Regions from separate parts of the Mus musculus genome. Here regions 1 and 3 are each linked to region 2. The links are chromatin contacts, called in public HiChIP or PLAC-seq and promoter capture Hi-C maps. All regions are on one chromosome and are shown on one strand. Each heading gives the region's core, a stretch centred on a gene start, on an enhancer-like site or on the middle of the called end of the contact. The rest is flanking DNA. Distances are from core to core; before and after follow the strand shown. Region 1 holds the start of Azi2 (5-azacytidine induced gene 2). Region 2 holds the start of Tgfbr2 (transforming growth factor, beta receptor II). Region 3 holds the start of Dync1li1 (dynein cytoplasmic 1 light intermediate chain 1).

Region 1 (4,254 bases), core at 947-3,446, 1.9 Mb before region 2:
CAGTGGAGAAAAAAAGAACAAATCTTACGGAGAACGAATAAATTACAAGATATTCCTTTTCTTTTGTCACTTTAAATAATTAGGGGCAGGAATGGCTTTTGCTTCTCTAAGAGGGATTCTGAAGTGCCCCTTTTTAATGACGCCAGCACTTAAACATATGTGCCTTAGTAGCTTAATGCTTTGCAGTTTATTAAGTGTCCAAAAACAATATCAGATATATAATATGAAAAATGGCAGCTTTCATTTTTATGATCCTGACTCACTGAATGCAGTAAGCCCAGAGATTAGTTTTTACGGCCAAGCAATCCAAGGGCAGCCTTCTTTCCACTCCTTATCTAAAATAATGTATTTCAATGCAACTAAACACCTACATAAATGCTGTTAATAATTATTTCCTGACAATAAAACAACTTCAATTCAGAATGTGGCATTAAAGTTATATTCATCCTATTCAGCTTTTTTTAAAAATCATATTATTTCCCTCAGTAAGCATGGCATGCTCTGGTACCATTACCGAAGCACTTCTGCTAGAGGCACTTATATGCTAGAAACTGTGCTCCCCCCCCCCCCCCTTTTTTTTTTCTTGAAGATGTCTCACTTTGTAGCACTGGCTAGACTGCAACTCAAGACTCCCCAGTGCTGGGATTATTAAAAAAGCATGTGCTACCACCCCCTGACTTGTTCTTAAGAATTCATTAAATCAATGTAAAAAAGCACTAAGATGGGTAAGCACTCTTCAATTTACAGATGAAGTAATTAAACATACAAATTAAGTTGTCAACTTCAGAGCCAGCCTAGCTCTTAGAAATTATAACTGGGTGCCTTGGAGGGTAAGCAAGCCCTGGACTTCAGAAAAGGGGGAAGGAGAAAGTCAGAGTAAGCAGCCTTCTCCTCAAGAGAGGAAGTGGAAAACTCGATGCTTACACATCTGGGCTATCCATCTAATCCACTGGCATTCCCACGACAGCAAGCTGCCTTTTAGACATCAATGAATCTCTCGCATTTACATGAAAACGTCCATTTACAAACCTAGAGCATTCAACACTCTGTAGCCATTCAGCGAATAATTCCAATTGTTTTCCATTTAAGACGATGGAGTGATCACTACAGACAGGGTAAGGAGAACATTTTTTGAGAACTAGAAATGAAACTGTTTTAAGATTTTGTTCAATCCAACTTAAAATTCAAACGGGGGTGGGGTGGCTCTTCTGTACTTAAGGATTAGAGGTCAATTTCAGTCTCAGTATGTCAATGTTTTTGATCATCACATGGTATTTCTGATTTCTAGTAGCTTCCATGGGTATTTTATCTCTCTTTCTGAGTATTCCGAGTTCCTTGCGAGGAGGACCACTGTTAGCCTGCCTTGCAACCCAGCCGGAAAACGGGACTGAAACATGCAAGTTAGACTGATGGTCACTCCCAGACGCCACCGGCACTACCCACGTCCCTCTTTCCCTCTCCGATATAAATGCCACCCCAGTGCAGGAAATAAAACTGAAAGCGTTCCCAGCGAGTCAAGAGCACGGACCGAACTTGAGCAATCCCCGAGCGGGAAGGCAAAAAAAAAAAAAAAAAAAAAAAAAAAAAGCCCGTGGAAGCGGGGCTGTGGGATGGCAGGGACCAGGGATGCTAGACTGGGCCGCTCTGAACAGCAGAAGGGCGCCGGGGACAGAAAGCGAAGTGCGTCTGGCCAGGCGACAGCCACCAGGCCCCTCCTGGCTGTCTCCACCGTCCGGGCGAGCGCGAGCGATCCACTCACCCTGAACCCTGGCTACGTAGGGCGGTCCCCAAGGCCACCGGGTTTCGCTTCCCCAGTGTTTGGAAGCCGGCTGAAAACAAACCGGGTCGCCAGGGGTCACCACGGGCTTCCGGTTTCCTCGAAGACGCCACCGCTTCCCCCGTCAAGGTGGCCGTCACAGGTGCACCGAGGGAGTCCCATGTCTTCCGCCGCGGCTCCCGCAGTCAGGGGCCCTGGAGGTCACAGAGGAACCGAGCAGGGGCGGCCCGGGGCCGCCGGAACAGGCCCGTTACCCAGCAGCACGCGCGTCAACTCCGGGGTCGCCGGCGCCCGCTGCCCCGCTCAGGGGCGGCGAGGCCTAGAGGGTTCTAGAAGGGTCTACGAACGCCCCGCCGCCCACAAAGGTGTCGCCGCTGCGCACAGGCTGGGTGCCAGCGCAGCGCGACGAAACCGGAAGCCGGACCTGAAGACTATATAGGGTGCCGCTAAGTGGCGCTCTAGCGGGGCGGGGCGTACTACAGGTCCCATGAGCCTCTGCGGTAGGGCAGAGGCGCACTACGAGTCCCGTGAGCCTCCGCGGCGGGGCGTACGTACTACCAGTCCCAGTGGTCCCCGCGGCGGGTGAGGTGTCGCGCCCAGCCGCGGGGAGGCGGAGTGGAGCTGAGACAGCGTCGCAGGCTGGCTGCTGTTGGGCTGAGGCGCGCGTTCAGGGCGCCCTCTAGCGCGTCCTTTCCACTCAGCGGCAACTGGGATTCCGTGAGGTGGGTCCGTGCTGCTCAGCTCAGAGGCGCCTGTCACCGTGGTGCTAACCCGAGAGCTGATGCGTGTCTGGGGCCCCTGGAATCCACGCAGGCCCCGTGTTTCGGGTCGCGTGGCGGTCTCCTTGGGTATCTTTTGAAGCAAGGTCGCTCACTGACTTCATGGGGGTTCCGGGATGCTCTTCTGTGTAGCAGGAGAAAAGGAGCCCATGGCCAACTCTTGACTTGTTCTGGCTCTTAGAGTTGTCTCCTCTCTCGGTTATTTCTAGGTGATAATCCTCCGGGTTTGTTTGTTTGTTTGTTTGTTTGTTTTTTGAGGCAGAGTCTTATGCATCCCAGAATGGCCACAAACACACTTGTTTCCACCACCGGGTGAAGAATTTTAGTCATCTATAATTCTCTCTGTCTGTAGTTTGTTAAATCTTCATATTTTTGTACGTTTGTTTTTTAATTTTAAATTTGCGGCAGGGCCTCAAGTAGCCCAGGCTACCCTCAAAGTCTTGAATTTTTTTTTCTCTGACCTCCTGCTTCTGACTCCAAGGTTTTGGGTTTATACATTACCAAGCAATGCGGTGCTGGAGGTTGAACCCGAAGCCTTGTGCATGCTAGAACATTGAACTGTATGGTGAGGCATAGACAAATTAATTGCAATCTTAGGGGGTCACAGACAGAAAAAGGAGCACAAGTTCTAGATTATTTCTGGTTAAGTAATGTGAGAGTCATAGTTATAGTTAATATTTATTTATTGACAACTAAGAACGCTCATGTTTCTTGGCACTATATTATTTTGTCAACTGAAAACTTAAATTCTGTCAGTGTTCTGTGGAAGGTTTTTGAGTATATAGTTTTTGCCTATGGGTAGATAATTTTTTCACTGGAGTATATTTGGTTTTGAACAATCAAAAAATATGGACCTTGATATAAGTTACGACTATGGCTCAGCTCTCTTAGGGGCAAATATTTATTTTTAGGGTTAGTACAGGTATTATTTTGATAATACCTTGTTTGAGCAATGAAAACCTTTTTGTTTTTCATTGTTTTTAATGTGTGTTATGCTTTGCTGGCATGTGTGTGTGTGTGTGTGTGTGTGTGTGCATGTGCATGTGCATGCAGTGCCCATGACAGCCAGAAGAGTTGTATTCCCTGGATCAAGAGTTGACAGAAGTTTTGAGCCTCCATGTAGGTGGTGAGAATTGAACCTAGGTCCTTTAGAAGAGCAGGCAGTGCCCTTAACCACTGAGCCTCTCTCTAGCCCAACTTTATTTTTTTAAAGTGTGGTATCTGAAGAATACTGTAGTGAAACAATAACAACATATTTTTAGAGGAATAAAGTTTTAAGTGAGTTTGTAGATTTAAATTGTATACTGAAATTTCACCATACCACTCTATAAATCATTTTTCTGTAGTTTATTCTATGTTGTAAGTACTGTATCCTTAACATAATTAAAGTGTCAGAATTGCTGAGTTGTAATAGCAGAGTTTTTTCATGTTAATACCATCTTCAATGGCATTTAATTAGCGTTGTTTTAGAGGCATTTTCTCTACATGTCATGTGTACAGGCTAAGTTCTTTAGGGAGGGGATGGGTTTTTTTTGTTTGTTTGTTTGTTCTTTTTTCTTTCTTTCTTTCTTTCTTCTTCTTCTTCTTCTTCTTCTTCTTCTTCTTCTTCTTCTTCTTCTTCTTCTTCCTCTTCCTCTTCCTCTTCCTCTTCCTCCTCTTCTTCCTCCTCCTCCTCCTCCTGTTCTTCTTCTTCTTCTT
Region 2 (4,170 bases), core at 788-3,287:
TGGAAGCACCCAGAGTGACCCTGCCTGTGGATGAGTGACCTGCAAGACAAATGCTCAAGGGATGGCAGTAGCCTGAGAGAAGACCACCCCAGAAGGAAGATGGGGAATCCGACTTTGAACTCAGCCTGTCTCCCTCACTAACACGGTATAAGTGCACGACTGCATGTGCGCTGAGCAGCGCGCACCCTCCTACTGTCTATCCATGCATTCTCTCACCAGATGCACGAGACAAGAACTCTTTGGATAAAAGATGACCTTTTCCTAGAAGGTGCATCCAGAAGCAGTGTTTGGTGCTGAATCAAAAACTCAGAAATCCAATTTTAACAAATTTACCCTCAGCATATGTGCATGAGCTCACACTCAGATGTGCACATACATATACACACACCCCCACACATACATACAGAGCTGGCACAGATGCATCTGAACCCCCAGTACTGGTGAAGCAGAGACAGGAGGATGTCTGGGTTGGTGACTAGCTGGTCTAGCTCATCTTCCATCTCCAGGATCAGTGGGAAGCTCATTTGAGGCAGGGAACTAGAGAGGCCGCTCTGAGATGCAGAACATGTGCAGTTTCTACAGAGACCCAGAGTCAGTTCCCGGCACTCACATAGTCACCTCCTGGATGCGTGGCTTGTGCCGCCTTGGGTGACCCGAGTTCCAGAAGGTTCTATGTCCTTTTATAGCTTCTGCAACAGGCATGCACATGATGCACATACAGACATGAAAGCAAGGTACTCACACATACAGTAAAATGAACCCTTAAAAACAAATCAGGCAGCTAGGCAGTGGTGGCACACGCCTTTAATCCCAGCACTTGGAAGGCAGAGGCAGGCAGGCAGATTTCTGAGTTCGAGGCCAGCCTAGTCTACAGAGTGAGTTCCAGGACAGCCAGGTCTATACAGAGAAACCCTGTCTCAAAAACCAAAAAAACAAAAAAACAAAAACAAAAAAACAGGCCGTGCTGCACACAGACAGGCGCACGCGCGCACGCACACACACACACTGTAGAGATTGTCTCTGGAAAACATGGTCACCCCAGAAAGAATGGAAATTTTGATGGGTCTTCCTACTGATAGCCTTTCTACCTCCAGCCAAGTATTTTCTCTCCTTACTCGAATTATCTTATCGAAGAGCGATCATTGAAAAGCAGACTCCACCACCAAAGACACTTTTTTTTGTTGTTTTTTGGGTTTTTGTTTGTTTGTTTGTTTGTTTTCCCAGACAGTATAGCTTTGGCTGCCCTGGAACTCACTCTGTATAATAGGCTGGCCCTGAACTCACAGAGACCCGCCCACGTGTGCCATCATCGTCTGGCCCCAAACATACTTTAATTTCTTTAGTTTCTTAGAGGCAACACCCTGAAAATATCAGCCCTACCTTGATCACAGAGCTTCACCCAGCAAACCACGCCCAGGAAACGGTCCTTCCAATGGGAGGCTCTACCCAGGTGCTCATTAGACATGCAGACACTCTGGGTTCAGACCTACTGAACCAGAACCTGCAGGTTAGCTAAATTCACAACCCAACGTGATTAATACGCACATTAAACTCTGAGACAAACTCCTGGATTTTGTTCCACAGTAAAAAACAGTCCTTTACAACGTGATCACACATGCATGTACATAAAACTGAAACTAAGCTCTAGTGAAGAAGTGCTTACCTTTATTTTATTAGGGGAAGCAACGTGTTCGGGACTCTGAAGCTACATTTCAGAGCTCTCTCCTGGGTCTCAATGGAATTATGAAGCCCCTGGGAGTAATGCCTAGAAGGTGTGGGGGTGCCTGGAGGTGTATCAAGGAAAGTGGTTTACACCACTTTCGAGCTTGTTTTGCGAAAAGTGCGCTTAGTCACTTCTGAGTTTGAACTTGGAGCCCAGACTTGGCGGGGTGGGGGTTGCGTGGGAGCGCTGGGAGTGGGCAGCTAAAAGTTTGTAGAGTCCAGGCAAGGTCCAATCCAGCGGCCTTGATTGGCGGCCGGAGGAAGGCGAGGGCTGGAAGCTGGAGGAGAGGGCCGGAGCTGGAAGGCTCTCCGGCGGCGAGAGGTCCTGCCCAGCTGTTGGCGAGGAGTTTCCTGTTTCCCTCTCGGCGCCCGGGTAAAGTTGATGAGTGAGTCACTCGCGCGCACCGACCGACGACACCCCCCGCGCGCGCACACGCTCGCCTGGGGGACGGAGCCCCAGCCTCCTGCTCAGCTCTCCTCGGCCGCCGGGGGCCTCCTCCGGGCCTCCGAGCTCCGGGGATCGCCGGCCACATCTGGCCCGCATCCTGAGAGGGCGAGGAGTAAAGGCGCAGCCCGGGGTCCCCGAGGCTCGGTTCGTGGCGCACCAGGGGCCGGTCTATGACGAGCGACGGGGGCTGCCATGGGTCGGGGGCTGCTCCGGGGCCTGTGGCCGCTGCATATCGTCCTGTGGACGCGCATCGCCAGCACGATCCCGCCGCACGTTCCCAAGTCGGGTGAGTGAGTGGCCAGGGCGCGACCCTGGGGGTTCACTGGGGCTCCCCGCTCCTCCTCCAGCCCCCAGGGCAGCGATTGACAGTCGGCCGCGGGACCCGGTGCGAGAGCGGAAACGGGAAGTTTGTAGCGGCCCGAGTCGGTTCAGGCCCGCGGGGATCCGGGCAAGATCTCTCGCAAAAGAGCAGGACAGTCCACTTGCAGGGGACTTGGGGACGCTCCTGACCCCCTTTGTGCGCGCACGAAAGGCCAGGTCGGCCGCGAGGGGCCTGGAGCCCCGGAAAGGGAAGTTTAAGAAGTTGGAACTTGGAGGAGCATCGGCAGGGGACTGGACGCCCAGCTGCTGCACACCTGGGCCGCTTACTGCCCTAGACACCGCGACTGAGCCAGACTCTCAGTCCTCAGCTTTGCCATCTCGGGAGGGATTCTGGGCCGTGACTCACTGGATACAAGTTAGAGAAGAGAACTGATCTCTATCCTCGCTGATTCCTGGCCTGCCGGGATGAGGACCCAGTGAGGGTGGTCAGGTTGATGGCTGAGAAAAATCTAGTGCATGCCTACTAAGTGATGGACTATAGGGATGCTGCCTGGAATGAAAGATCTCAGCAGCTACTATTCAATGGAAACACCTAACCCAGGTTGTCCTCCAGGTCCCATCGCAGGGGTTAGTTAAGGGAGAAAAGCAGGCTCTAGGGCTCCTTCCTAAGGGTTTGCTTGGAAAGTTTAAAATCTGGCATTTTAACTCTAAAGTTAGAGTTAGGGCCACGATCTGGGCAAGTCACATGACTCTGGGCCTCAGTTTTCCCTACTGTACAATGCAGTGGTTCAGTTTGTGAAAGTTTACACTCTTTTCATCACTGGCTTTCCATGACCTTCCCTAGTAACTAAGAGGATGGCCAGGGTCGATTTGGGGTGAAATGCAGAGATTGCGGTGGCCGTGTGTGTGTGTGTGTGTGTGTGTGTGTGTGTGTGTGTGTGTGTGTTGGGGAGCGCGGAAGTAGGGTGCAAGAGAGCTCGTTGCAGACATCGGTAGTTGAGGTGATTTAAGAGTTTTGGATCGTGTTGCAAACAGCAGTGGACCATTTCAGAAGGGAAGAGCCACACAAAGGGAAACAGCAAAAATCCTAACAGGTTTTAGTCCTGTTGCTTCATAAAGTCCGCGTTCGTGTCGTTGGTTTCCATTGAAGTGCAGTTCCAGAAAGGTCAACTGTCTCTCATGTTAACCCAGGCCCTTAAAGCTGGCTTGGGAGATTTAGCTCAGTGGCTAAGAGTGTTTGCTGTGCAAGCTTGAGGACGTGAGTTCAAATCCCGAGGGCCCATATGCAAAGTTGGGTGTGGTTCTTTGCCAGCCCAGCACTAGTGAGAGAAGACTGGAAACCCTTTGGAAATTGCTCGATGCCAGGTTAGCTCTAGGTTCGGAGAGAGACTCAAAGAGAGTGATAGAGACTCATGGAGAGTGACAGAGGACCCCTGGTCTCCTCCTCTGCCCCTTCCTGTGCTCACAAACCCTACCCCAAGCACATATAGACACACACAAGAAAAAAAAATTAAAAGAAAAAAAAAACCCTGCTGGGTTTTGCTGAAGACCATCAGAAAGAATATCCTTCCCTTTGTGTACATAAAACGTTTGCTTTAGCTCGAGAAGAACCGAAGTCCAGAGGCCCCAGTTTGAGTTTTGTTTACAAGATTAAGATTTGTGATTTTCGAATTCCAGGC
Region 3 (3,841 bases), core at 1,097-3,596, 1.5 Mb after region 2:
GGAAGTAACTGCATTTGCATAAACAGTATTTTTTTAAAAAATCAATGATTAGCCTTTTCCAGACCTAAAGAGGGCTCATGGAAACCTTAATAGTACTGAAGGAAAAACATGACACTTGAAGCTTATATAATGACACCAGATGGAACTTTCTAAACTATTAATATTAAGTTCATCGGAAGAAAATCTAGCCTAGGAGTGCGGGGCCTCTGTACACCAAGTCTTGTAGACTGACCCAGTATTAGAAGATCTAGAAAACACCAGAAAGGTAAAAGACTGCCAATTTTTACTGCTGAAATTTGTAAAGAAATCTATTTAACAGAGTAATGAAAACATAATCTACTCCAAGGGGGTCATTCAGTCTTAAGTTCACTTTATCAGTACACAATCTACCTACATTAATAACCTGTCTACAGTAGTAATTACAAACAGTCCCGGAACTGGTTTTTGTTTTGTTGCTTTGGGGCCCTGTTTTATTTCTGCCCCATCAATACCGCGTATTTGGGCAGTAATCCTTTCTGTTTTTAAGGAAGAAGACAGGCTTACTGGGCACAGGGCAATGGGAGCAGCAGGCAGAGCCACAACTCAACTGGGGGGGGAGGGGGTAATTCACTTGCTAAAGACATCCCAGGAATGCTTTCTCATTCACTCCGGTCCCTCACAGGATTCTCTGCGGCCTGGCTTTACAGTGAGCCATTTGGCTCTCCCACAGTTCCAGGAGGTAGGGACTGTTTCTCCATAACTCTCCTTTGAGAGATGAATGGACCGAGGTTTGTGGACAGTAGCAGACTTGCGTCAGATCCGCGTGGTTTGTACATGTTTGTACTCAGTCCTGGCTATCTGCACGTGGTGCTTTCAATCACAGGAAAAGACACAATGCTAAGCTTTCAACGAGCTTGACCACAGCTTCCCAAAGCACAGGCATGTGTTGTGTTGTGTTTTGTGTGTGTGTGTGTGTGTGTGTGCATGTAACTGGTGGTGGTGGGGTCATAGAGAATGAGTCATTTCTTCCTACCGACTCATTCATTGTCACCCGTGGAGAATCTCAGGTAACTAAAACTCTTCAAGCACAGTTTCTCAGCCTTTTGGCTAAAATCAAAGAGTCTGAAGTCTCGAAACACCCACTTCCAAGTTGTAAAATATTACTGTCACCCTATTATACACTCCAATATCCTGCATGTAAAAAGAAAAGGTGGGGGTTGGAATTCCTCCCAGAGCTGGAAAGACCTGCAAAACTGTTAAGTGGGATTGTTTATTGTCCCTGGGTCCTTTATCCTCACTTTGCAGCCAGTAGATTTAAAAAAAAAAAAAAAAAAAAACCTAAGAGAAAGGGGAGACATGTCTCCCTTATTCCAGCCATTCCGCTGAGGGCACTAAATGAGAACGCTGTTCTACTGCCCTTTACAAATTTCAGAGTTATTAGGTGACAGTTAAAAAGGCAACTGCAACCCGAGCACCCAGCACTGGGAGAACGGGAGAACGCTGATTCAAATAACACTCCTCACGACCCAGTCTCTGGCTCCTGTCAATTACACAAAAGAGTCTGCTATTAAATATTGATGGCATGCATTTGCGCTGGGGCTCTCACCAAGAGCCCTCATGCTACCAATCTCTGTCAAAAACTGTCCCCGTCTTTCTAGGTAGAATCCCAGACCACTGGGAGTGCCTCGGGTGTTATGTTCATTCTGTCTCTCCCAGAGGAGATGACAGAGCCACCCCACATCCCAGGGAGGAGAAAAGACCGGAGGGTCCAGGCCGGAAGGACCAGGGACCCCTTGTCCCCCCAGCTGTCAGCAGCAAGCCGGGAGGCGGGGCGCAGCCGGGCCCGAGTGTCCGCACAAAGGCAGTGGGCGAACGGATGTGACCGTGCACCCGGGCCACATCGGATATCACTTACCCAGCAGCAGCACGTTCTTCCCGGTCGGGAGCTTGGAGCGCGAGCGCGTGGAGACCTCGCTGAGGATGCAGGACCTAACAGGGAGCAAGGCGCAGGCTAAGTAAGGCCGGGCCCGACCGAGGACGAGAACCGCCGGGCCCAGCTCCCGGGAGGCCCCGCCCGTCTCCCAGCTCCCGCGGGGCTCGGGGATCCCAGAGGCGTCCGCCCTGGCGAGGAGATAACCCGCGGGGGACCGGAGAGGGGTGCGGTCCTTACCAAAGGTTCTGCCCGTCCTCATCGTCGCCCGCCGCGGGGCCGCCGCTGCCCGACGCTAGCTCGTTGGCTAGGGGTCCGCTGGCGTAGGTCGAGGCTAGCCCGGGTGGAGATGAACCGAACGAGCCGACTCGCCCCACGGCCGCCATCTTGGTCGGGAATCACACCACTCCTGACAGGGCTGGAAGAACGAAGCGGCGACTGCGGCGGCGGCGGCAGCAGCGGCGGACGGAACCCGGATATGGACGCTCCGGGCTCGGGAGCCGACCGCGCCTGCGGGGGCGGGGACCAAGCCTGAGGGCGGGGTCTGGGGAGGGGTTGTCCAAGGAGCAGGGCGCTGCTGCACATGCGCGGCAGCAGACCGGGTCGCGCATGCGCGGCCTGATTCTCTGCTTGGACTGTGGTAATGCTGGTTTTCCCTGTGTCTCCAAGCTGAAACGCCGCCCAAAGTGCACCACCCGTCATCCCGGTTGCCCGCCGGGCGTGCCGGGCATGTCAGTAAGCGAAGCAGCTTCCCACCTTTCAGTGGGGCGGTAACCTGGGACCGGCGTGGATATCCAGCGCTGCCCACCCTTCAGTTGGGCCAAGTGGGGTTCAACAGCCTTAACTACCCCGGTCCTGGATTTCTGCTCTTTCCTCCTTAAATTCTAAAAGGACGATGAGTACCTCAAGGTGGACCCACATCTGGAGCCGGTTCTTCCAGACTCTTTGCGACTGCGAGACATAAATGTTGGCAACACTTGGAAAATTAATGGTCTTGATGGATTTGTGTTTTGGTTTGTTTTCTGATGGGAATCTCACGTAGCCCAGGCTAGAGTCTTTACCGATCTGCTTGCCTGTGGGTCCTAAGTGCTGAGGCAGGTGAACCGGTGCACATCACTATGCCCACCTCTGGTCTGATGTCTGATGTTTCAGATTCCTGTGAGATCTGAAAAGACTCCCTACAGGAGTCGGCTCTCCGTTACCATGGTTAATACACAAGCACGGAGAACCTAAGCCAGACCCCAGATAATTCTCTACTAGAACTTGATTAGCTAAATATAATGGAAAATCTAAGGCCTGTTTCCAGAAAGAGTCGATGGCTTTAAGGCTGTCGTGCGCCCCATAAGAACAATTGCTGAAGATAGTCTGACTTTTGAACATTTTTTCCCCTTACTTTGAAGAGAGCTCGTTCACGTGACCCGAGTGATGATGCTACTATGCAAGCGAGAAAATCCACAACCCCGCGCTGCATTTGCTACAGGCACTGCATTTACTAGGGTTTGTCCACTCGCTAATCTCGAGTTCAGACCCTAGTAATGTGGGATAAAGGGAAGATTAAATGGGATGATTCACATAAAAGATTTATAACTGTGCCCAGAAAATCATAAGTGTTCAGCGCGTGGTAATTACTGTTTTTATTTTTAAATCTTCTGTCAAAGATATATTTATTACTTTATGTATACAGGTATTTTGCCTGGATGTATGTCTGTGCACCACATGAATGTCTATGCCCTGGTGCCAGTAGAGGCCCGAAGGGAGCATCAATTCCCTGGAACGTGGATTGGGTTGAGAGCTAGCATGTGGGTGCTGGGAATTGAATCTAAGTCCTCTGGAAAGGAGCAAGTGCTCTTCTATTTGTTTGTTTGTTTGTTTGTTTATATGAGTACACTGTCACTGTCTTCAGACACACCAGAAGAGAACATCATATCCCAT

The links. Promoter capture Hi-C pulls out the DNA fragments that hold promoters and counts their contacts. HiChIP or PLAC-seq counts read pairs in DNA pulled down with a chosen protein or histone mark.
Region 1: a FOXA1 HiChIP or PLAC-seq map of pancreatic cancer cells shows a contact between it and region 2. The contact joins the promoter of Azi2 here to the promoter of Tgfbr2 in region 2. A contact is called at or near these places in 4 of 39 promoter capture datasets (the 3T3-L1 cell line, hippocampal neurons and liver) and 4 of 115 datasets of contacts at active chromatin or transcription factors (astrocytes, bone marrow-derived dendritic cells, large pre-B cells and 1 more).
Region 3: a contact with region 2 is called in a promoter capture Hi-C map of pre-B cells, with 2.7 times the contacts expected there. The contact joins the promoter of Dync1li1 here to the promoter of Tgfbr2 in region 2.

Annotation. Positions count from the first base shown.
Region 1 is chr9:118,038,464-118,042,717 of GRCm38.p6, reverse strand. It overlaps Azi2 (5-azacytidine induced gene 2), which reads right to left and starts at 2,196. Exons shown (of 8, transcript NM_013727.4): 1 at 1,760-2,196. It overlaps Zcwpw2 (zinc finger, CW type with PWWP domain 2), which reads left to right and starts at 1,859. Exons shown (of 9, transcript NM_001378466.1): 1 at 1,859-2,499.
Region 2 is chr9:116,173,230-116,177,399 of GRCm38.p6, reverse strand. Tgfbr2 (transforming growth factor, beta receptor II) reads left to right here and starts at 2,037. Exons shown (of 8, transcript NM_009371.3): 1 at 2,037-2,456. The coding sequence starts at 2,363. It overlaps Gm40582 (a long non-coding RNA gene), which reads right to left and starts at 1,756. Exons shown (of 3, transcript XR_871320.3): 1 at 1,664-1,756; 2 at 1,381-1,489; 3 at 1-689.
Region 3 is chr9:114,687,336-114,691,176 of GRCm38.p6, reverse strand. It overlaps Dync1li1 (dynein cytoplasmic 1 light intermediate chain 1), which reads right to left and starts at 2,346. Exons shown (of 13, transcript NM_146229.2): 1 at 2,150-2,346; 2 at 1,895-1,968. The coding sequence starts at 2,295.